Linked DNA regions of Gossypium hirsutum: all the other regions are linked to region 3. Evidence: chromatin contacts called from public Hi-C data. All regions are on one chromosome and are shown on one strand. Each heading gives the region's core, a stretch centred on a gene start, on an enhancer-like site or on the middle of the called end of the contact. The rest is flanking DNA. Distances are from core to core; before and after follow the strand shown.

Region 1 (2,700 bases), core at 180-2,679, 240 kb after region 3:
TTTTTTGCTTATTGAAATAATTGAAAAATATATATTTCATTAGTTTTTTTCTAACATGTGGGTCTAAAGTATTGGGTAATTTCTTTTGGAATTTTTCTTTTTAACTTTTTTAAAAATGTCATTCATATCTTTATTAGAGTTTAACTTTAACTAGAATGATCCTAAAAAAGTCAGATTTAGGCACCTAATACACACTACATCATTTTTTTAGATTGCATGAATAACAAAGTATATTAAGAAACATCAAATTCACTCTTATTATTATTTTTAACACTGAATTTAATCTATTTTTTTTATAAAATTCTAAAATCCTAGACCCCTTTAGACCTTATTCTACTTTAATACTTTCCTTAAAATTCTAAATTTTAACGCAGCTTACTATAAATCATAAATCTAGTTGAAGAAAGCATAAACCTTGTATTATTATTATTATTTTTAATTTTATTTAATTAGTCAAAACTAATTAGGGTTAAATATTATTAAGGATAATTAATTTAGTGTTAGAAAGTGTATCATATTAATTAGAATTCTTTAAAAAAATATTATTAAGGGGAATTGTTATCTCTAACTTCACTCATTAAAGATTATTTTCATTTAATAAGATGGGATTAATATTTTTTTTATGTGAAATATAAATATTTTATTAAAATAATATTTTAATTGATATCATGTTTATTTAGTAAATTATAATTAATGGGCTTACTTATATGAAATAGTTATAATTTTACTTAAAAAATTTAGGCAATATGTTTTTATAAAAGAACTAATTTAATAAAAATATATATATACTTCATAATTATGTTTGTTGTTGTTATAAGTGAAATTTGTTATAAAGGGTTAAAATAAAGGGAATAAGTTATATTAGGATCATCCTAGAAAGTATAGTTTTTAGGCACCAATAAATTAATAGTTTCATGTCATTAAATTTTAAAGATAACAAATTATTATACAGTTGTTTATATCTACTATCTTCTTCAATTTAATTTCACTTTAATTAATTTACTTAAAATAATTAATTTTTTAAAATTATAAACAATCATTTTTTCTTTTTCTTTCTTTTTTTTACAATTTTAATCATTTTTTTCCAAAAGTTAATATTTTTTATTTTTGTGCAATCAATTTTTTTTAAAAAAATTAATTTCTAGACAATGGATTGTTTTCCATTTAAAATTGTTTTATATTTCATGTTATACATTTTTTAAAAGTAAAAATTATATTGCATTGAATATTTAGTGATAAGAATTGTGTAGATTTTTTTTCTAAAAAAATACTAGACTGGGCCTTTAATAACATAAAAAAACCAAATACATAGTCCAAAATCAAACTAAAAAACAAAAAAGGCCAGGCCGAATAGAAATAAAACCGGCCAAACCCATAAAACTCAATTAAAATACCCTAAAAAACTACCAACCAATAAACCAGAAAAATTAAAAGAAACAAACAAAACCCAATCAGATATAGCTTGCAACCACCCAAAAAATAAATGCCCTTATCCCTTGCTTTTTGTAGGTTGCAATCTCCTAAGGCAGGTTTCCAAAATAACATTTTCATTTCTCCTGCCTGTTCCTTTCCCTAACCGAGTTTCACAGAGGTCAAAACTTCAATCTGGTGCCCTTGGTCTTCTCCGATCCAACGCTTCCTTGACGAACCCTGAAACATCTCTTTCATGGTAAATTTCCTCTCCCTTCTTCATACTTTCCGTTGAAATCATATGTTTGAGATGATTTGCTATTTTGGGAACATATTAAAAATCTATTATGAGAAAAAAACCTTTTGCACTACCGAATATCTCTAACGATTGCTCCAATCACTGGTTTGTCTGCTGTGTTTAACTTGGATTTCTTTATCGTTGTCATCGAGTCACCCTCAACTGTCACCGATTCGAACCCAACTGAGCCCCCAATAATATGCCTTTAAAACATGCAAGGGCCTCCATAGCGAACTCCGTCAAAAAAGACTCATGAAAAGTTGTTTTCAAGGTCAATATCTCCCCTGAGGCATTTCTAACCACCACCCCTGATGCTGATTTAGCATTACTACCGTCAAAGGCTGCGTCAAAATTTATCTTCACAATGGCTCCAAGCTAGGGAATCCAATTTACATGGACTTAATGCTTGGTATGTTCCTTTTCCTTCATCTCGCCCAACCCCTTCATATAATCCAATACCCAATCTGCAATTTCCTTCCCCAACGATTTTTTCTCCTTATGCACTAATTTGTTTCTGTTTATCCAGATTGCCCACACTCCACAACAAAACAGTCTACGTTGTTCACTGGCATTATTACTAAAAACTCAGGTTAGCCACTCCCAACTATTCCGTACTAAATTTGAAGAAACCCATAACAGGTCAAAATTAACCTAGGTCTCAGTTGATGTAGGGCACTCCCTAAGAATGTGGTCAGTGCTCTTTGCAACTCCATGACAGTTAGGACATAGCTCTTCAACAGGAATTTGTCTCAGCCTTAGATTAACGAAAGTGGAAACAAAATTCCAAGAAAATTTCCACATTGTAATTTTAATCTTGGAGGGAAGATGTAGTGCCAATAACTTTTTATAAAAATCTATAATATTGGTCTCTATTTGAGCATTATTAGGAAAGAAAGTACCTTTTTGTTATAGTTTATAGCCACTTCTGACTGAGAACTCCCCCAAGGGCTTACCACTCCAAACCCTCAAGTTTTCGTGGGCTTTCTTAGATA
Region 2 (2,700 bases), core at 159-2,658, 250 kb before region 3:
AATATAACATAACAAACATAGCCATTTACCAATTAATTAACTTATTACCACAGTTAATTTAGCATATTCAATAATTATTTCATCCATTTTAAACATAACCTATATAGTTTCTTATAGATTTAAGTCACTTTATACCTATAACCAATACATATCGTAAATTGTGGAAACACAAGTAAATAAGTATCGTAAATTTCAAGTGAACTTATCTCTTTCACAACAACTAAACTAAGTAGATAGCTTCTTAAATCCTTATTCCTTTGTTTAAGTTTTCTCTATTCGCTCATGTACTACTCAAAATATTCAAACATATACAAATACACCATTAACAATTATACTTGACTCGAATGGCCATTAATTGACCAACAAATCAAGTTTGGCCCTGGAGTTGTTTGAGAGTGTAACTGCCCAAGGTCCAAGACTGGAAGGGCCCAAAAAAATATTTTTTTCAACTTTTAATGTTGAAAAAATTTAGAATAAAATAAATTAATTGAATACTTAAAACTTTCAATTTTTCACTATAAATGCTTCATCTCCTAAAGCTCCAAAAAAATTTCAACTTTTATTATATTACATTTTATATATTTTTTTAAAAGGGGCACAATTTATTGTTTCACCTGCAACAAATTAAACAAGTGACCATGAAAACACAACTTGTTTACACTTGATTTCTAATATCCGAAATTGACATAACTCGTAATCTATGCATTCAAATTTAAATCCAATTTTAGAGTATGTTTCTAAAAATATGAAAGCTATCCAAAAACACATATTTTCCCGAACTTCTTTCCATTCTCTCACTAAACTTCATTAAGCTCAACCATGGTCGTTAACCTATACCTTAACAAAACCAATATATACACTTAAGCTTAAATAAATTTAACGAAACCAATCTAATGGCCTTTTGATTAATATATCCTTGAATCAGTTAGTGGAAAATGATGGACAAGATCATACTTGTCCACTAATTATATACTAGTGAAGGTTTTATTAAATTTTAAGGACCTTGATTAATCTCCCATTTAATCCTTCAAATCTAGTTGCTTCACAATTTAGTTCATTCACTTTAATTACTAACTTTTAAATCAATTACTAATTTCCTTAATAATTCCCTTAATGATCCTACTCATTATTCTCGGCTTTGTCCCCTGAACTTATTGATTTAATAAAAATTTTCAAAACATTCCGACTCAAAACTGCATTTTTCCGATAACGGCAAAAAATAAGTCATTACCAAAAATATTACTTGAGAAGTTCTGCTTCTACTAATTATTATATAAATTACATTAACATTATTATTAAAAAATATTACATGATTATTAATAATAATAAATATGACCTGGTTATAACTAATTTATTTTAAATTAAATTAAATTTATATTTAGATGTTAATTTAATAATATGATAGAAAAAAAGGTGTTGTCAAATGTTGTGGGTTTGAGATAAAGCATGTCTGAAACAGTATGAGATCATCTAATTGCTCGAAGAACCCAAAACAAGCGAAGACCTTTAGCCCACACCCACAAGGCCTGTAAGAAAATAGGGATAAAACCCCCCATTTTGCAATAAGCGTTTTAGGGTTCTGCTCTTATCGATCTTTCCCAACCAAGAAGAGCAGCCGCCGCAGAGCAAAGGGTTCAGAGAGGAAATGGCAGCAAAAAGGAAGACCCCTGTTAAGACCCGAAACCCAGATCTTATACGTGGCGTAGGCAAGTATTCCAGGTCTAAGATGTACCACAAGCGCGGCCTTTGGGCTATCAAGGCCAAACACGGTGGCGTCTTCCCCCGCCATGACCCCAAGCCTAAAGCACCCGTCGCCCCCGAGAAGGCTCCCAAATTTTACCCCGCTGAAGATGTCAAGAAGCCGCTACTTAATAAGCGCAAGCCTAAACCCACCAAGCTCAGGTTCTTTTCTGAAATGATTATTTGGTTATTTATTTGTAGACTTTCTGAAAATGTGTTTCTCATTGTTGGGCTTCTTTATTATGTGTTTAGAGCAAGCATTACTCCAGGGACAGTCTTGATTTTGTTGGCTGGAAGATTTATGGGGAAGAGAATTGTTTTCTTGAAGCAACTTACTTCTGGGCTTCTTTTGGTTACTGGTGAGCTTTTATATTTCGTAATCTGTTAGTTTCTAAAACATGCATTTTGCATAAATCTACTCCTTCCCCTCAGTTATTAACACTGTTCATCTTTGCTGAATGCTTATGTGGAAATTTTATTGATCGATTGAAAGTGCTAAATTTGAAAGCGTAAATTTAAAGCAATTGCAGCTTATATTTTAACAATAAAGAGTGATATCAAAATGGTGAGAAGCCTTTATTTATTCCTCTATGCCACAATCTGGATTCTCTAGTGTCTGCCTTCAGCATTGGGATTGACGCTTAGATGAATTGTTTGTTTATATGGAAGAAGCATATGCTGCATTACATTTTCATTCTTGTGCCTATTTATTTTAGCATTGTGACACAAACTTGTTTGACATTCAATGAGTTGGAGATCGACTAATGTGGTTCTGAAAAACAATGCTTTTTATTCATATTTCATGCGAATGTTTAGTATACAAGTATCTACATTCACCTCTTGTGGTATATAGGGATATGCTATCACCACGCGATATCTATTAGTTTATTTTCCATGGTTTTTGTTAGTTTTTTTGCTTGTATTTCACTTCTGTTTGCAGCATATACATTTGCATCTTGT
Region 3 (2,700 bases), core at 73-2,572:
GGAGCAAGATGTAAATAACATTGGTTGAGAGTTGAGACGGGGACCAGCATCCGATGCTAACGTGCACCGCATGGACATATATATTAGTTAACCAAAATTGAAGATAAAAGAAAAAAGAAAAAAAGATTAGATTAGATAGGAAGGTATGGTTGCTAGCCAAAGCTGAAATAAAAACACCTAAAAACAGTATTTCCAGTTACAGTATTATTTTCATTTTTGTAGAATTCTTTCATTTTAGTGTTGGTGTTGGTTAAAAAGTTAAGATCAAGACCCTTCTTTTTTTTTTCACCTTTTTACTACAAGATTTTATGAAATAACAGAAGAAATTTGGTTTTTGTTTTTAATTTAAACTTTTTTAGCCCTTCAGTTCTTACCTGGTGTCATTAATCTTCTCCTCTTCTTCTTCTCCTCCAGGCTTCAAAACCTACAAAAAGAAATAAAAAAGGTCCCACTTAGCAAGTTTGTAATTTTACCTGATGCAACTTTCATGGGTGCAAATTAATCAAAGTAAAAAGAGAATTCAAACAAGAGATGCTTTATTTCTTTTTGTTACGTTGAACACTAGTGCAGTCTCAGAAACAAAGTTAAAACTATGATAAAAATGAAAGAAAGGAAATAAGATGTACTATTTAGTTGTTTGTAAGGATTGAATCATTGAACTAACTAACCAAGTAGTCTTGTTTGTTCTTCGTGAGTTGTTTTCCATGTGTTGTTCCATCACGGGGTTGGGTTGGCAGTGCTTGGCCGATCGGATGATCAGATTGAGAAGGGTAGTGAGGATCAAAGCAGCAAGGAGTGGGTGGTTGTTGCTGCCGTAGCGGGAGTTGCACCACCGCTACCGGAGGGCGGTTAAAGTTGGGATCTGATGAAAGGGGTACTGGTGAAATGGAAGAGAAAGGTAGCGGAACCTGTCTTTTCCTGATCCTCATCGATGCGAGATAAGATTTTCCCTTTCTTTCTCTCTCGAGAAAATAAAAAAACAAAACACTCAAGGAAACCAAACCAAAGCTAAGCAAGATATAATCAATCTTTACAAGGCAAAGACAAGAAAAAAAAAAGTCTGATTTTGCTTTGAGAGAGAAATAAAAGAAAGGAGAATATATGGAAAAATAAATGCAAAACCCAAATATTTATAATAATTACTACTAATTTTTTTAATATTATTCAGTAATTTGTTTCTCTCTCTAACTTTTATTTGTTGCACCACAGAAAGGGGAAGAAGGGGTGATGCACGTGGGGAGCACGTGGGAAGGTGGTAACCGGTTGAGAAGGTAAACGGTGGAGGAATCGGGAGGGGAAGGCCAGGGTGGAAACGAGGGGAGAAACCAAATGATGGGAGTGGGTAGTTTTATCGTTTATACTTTTTGGATGAGATTGGTGGGTCCCTCTCTTCTCCTCTCTAACAGCAACGACTCTGATCTGTTAATTGATGCCCCCCTTTTTATTTTTAAAAAATTATATTAACTCTACCTTTTTTTTTCTATTCTATTTTTTATTCTTCTCGATATATCCTAGATAAATAAAGTGTTTCAATTCCTATATTTTTTTAATCATTTTTTTTCTAATTTTAAAGGGTAAATTATACTGCAAGTCATCTTAAATTACCGTTGTTCCTATTTTGGCAACTTTAATTTCTTTTCAATTTAGTCACTTTAATTAATATAATTATTTGAATTAGTCACAGATGTTAAAAATTTCGTTAATCCATCGAGTTGTTAACATAATATTTTTTTAACTTTGACAAAAGTTAGAGACCTCTCTATATTAGTCAAAATCACTTTATTTTTATTTGCAACATATGTGTTGGGGATAGACCTGATTAAGCAACGAATAAGTAAAAATAGCAGAAGAAATTGAGAATTTGAACACACAAATTTAACGTGAAAAAATCCCTCCAAAGAAGATAAAAAATTACGAAGAAAGATAATTTTACTATAATGGCAAAAGAATGAAGACTACAAAAGATAGAGATAAAAACTAAACCGCGAAACTCGAAAATAAAGAACCCTCTAAACGTAAACACAAAATTTACCAAAAGTGTTATGAGTTTTAATTTTTTAATGGATGTCTTTTCTAAGGTTATAAAAGAGCCTCTTTATAGGCTAAATTCGTAGGTCAAATAATAATAAACTAATCTAGACTAATCAAAGTTCGACTGAAACAAATAAATAGAGTTTAACTGGGAGATTATCTCTACAATTTGACTGAAATATGAGGCATACTCAACAAATCTCCACCTTGACTCATATTTCCACAACACCATCTTTGCCAAAACTTGCCATCGGCCTATCTTGAACAATGTAGGGAATTAACTGAGTCGAATTTGTGCTTAAAAGCAAGAAGACCTCTAGCCTTTGACTTGTGCACTGCCAAATCAAAACTAACTCGAGTTTGATTTTCACGAACACAGCGCCTTAACTTTTCAAAACCTGTATCTGAAAGAGAACATCTCTTCAACAAAATGTTCATACATTTTTCCCTCCTATGACTAAGTTGCCTCCGCTCCAAACTAGTTGACTTCGACTCTGTAATGGACGAGAGACGCTTGATTTCACCGGTCAGTGTTGAACCTTCCAAAATATAAAGGTTATTGGTCCTTTTACCTTTTAACAAAACGAGAGCCCCATGAGACACCTTAATGTTGCTCGACTCGATGTTGATTCTGCAACCTTTCGAGTCTAAAATACTCAAGGAGATGAG

What was found. Hi-C and Micro-C count contacts between places; a contact is called where the count stands out from the background.
Region 1: a contact with region 3 is called in a Hi-C map of leaf, with 1.7 times the contacts expected there. The contact joins the promoter of LOC107898302 here to the promoter of LOC107945745 in region 3. A contact is called at or near these places in 7 of 34 Hi-C or Micro-C datasets (callus, hypocotyl, leaf and 1 more).
Region 2: a contact with region 3 is called in a Hi-C map of leaf, with 2.6 times the contacts expected there. The contact joins the promoter of LOC107899683 here to the promoter of LOC107945745 in region 3. A contact is called at or near these places in 5 of 34 Hi-C or Micro-C datasets (callus, hypocotyl and leaf).

What each region holds. Positions count from the first base shown.
Region 1 is chrD04:23,950,982-23,953,681 of Gossypium_hirsutum_v2.1, reverse strand. It overlaps LOC107898302, which reads left to right and starts at 1,429. Exons shown (of 4, transcript XM_041091276.1): 1 at 1,429-2,117; 2 at 2,235-2,297.
Region 2 is chrD04:24,445,980-24,448,679 of Gossypium_hirsutum_v2.1, reverse strand. It overlaps LOC107899683 (60S ribosomal protein L6), which reads left to right and starts at 1,408. Exons shown (of 4, transcript XM_016825456.2): 1 at 1,408-1,902; 2 at 1,993-2,099. The coding sequence starts at 1,646.
Region 3 is chrD04:24,193,535-24,196,234 of Gossypium_hirsutum_v2.1, reverse strand. LOC107945745 reads right to left here and starts at 1,322. Exons shown (of 4, transcript XM_016879851.2): 1 at 669-1,322; 2 at 375-424. The coding sequence starts at 929.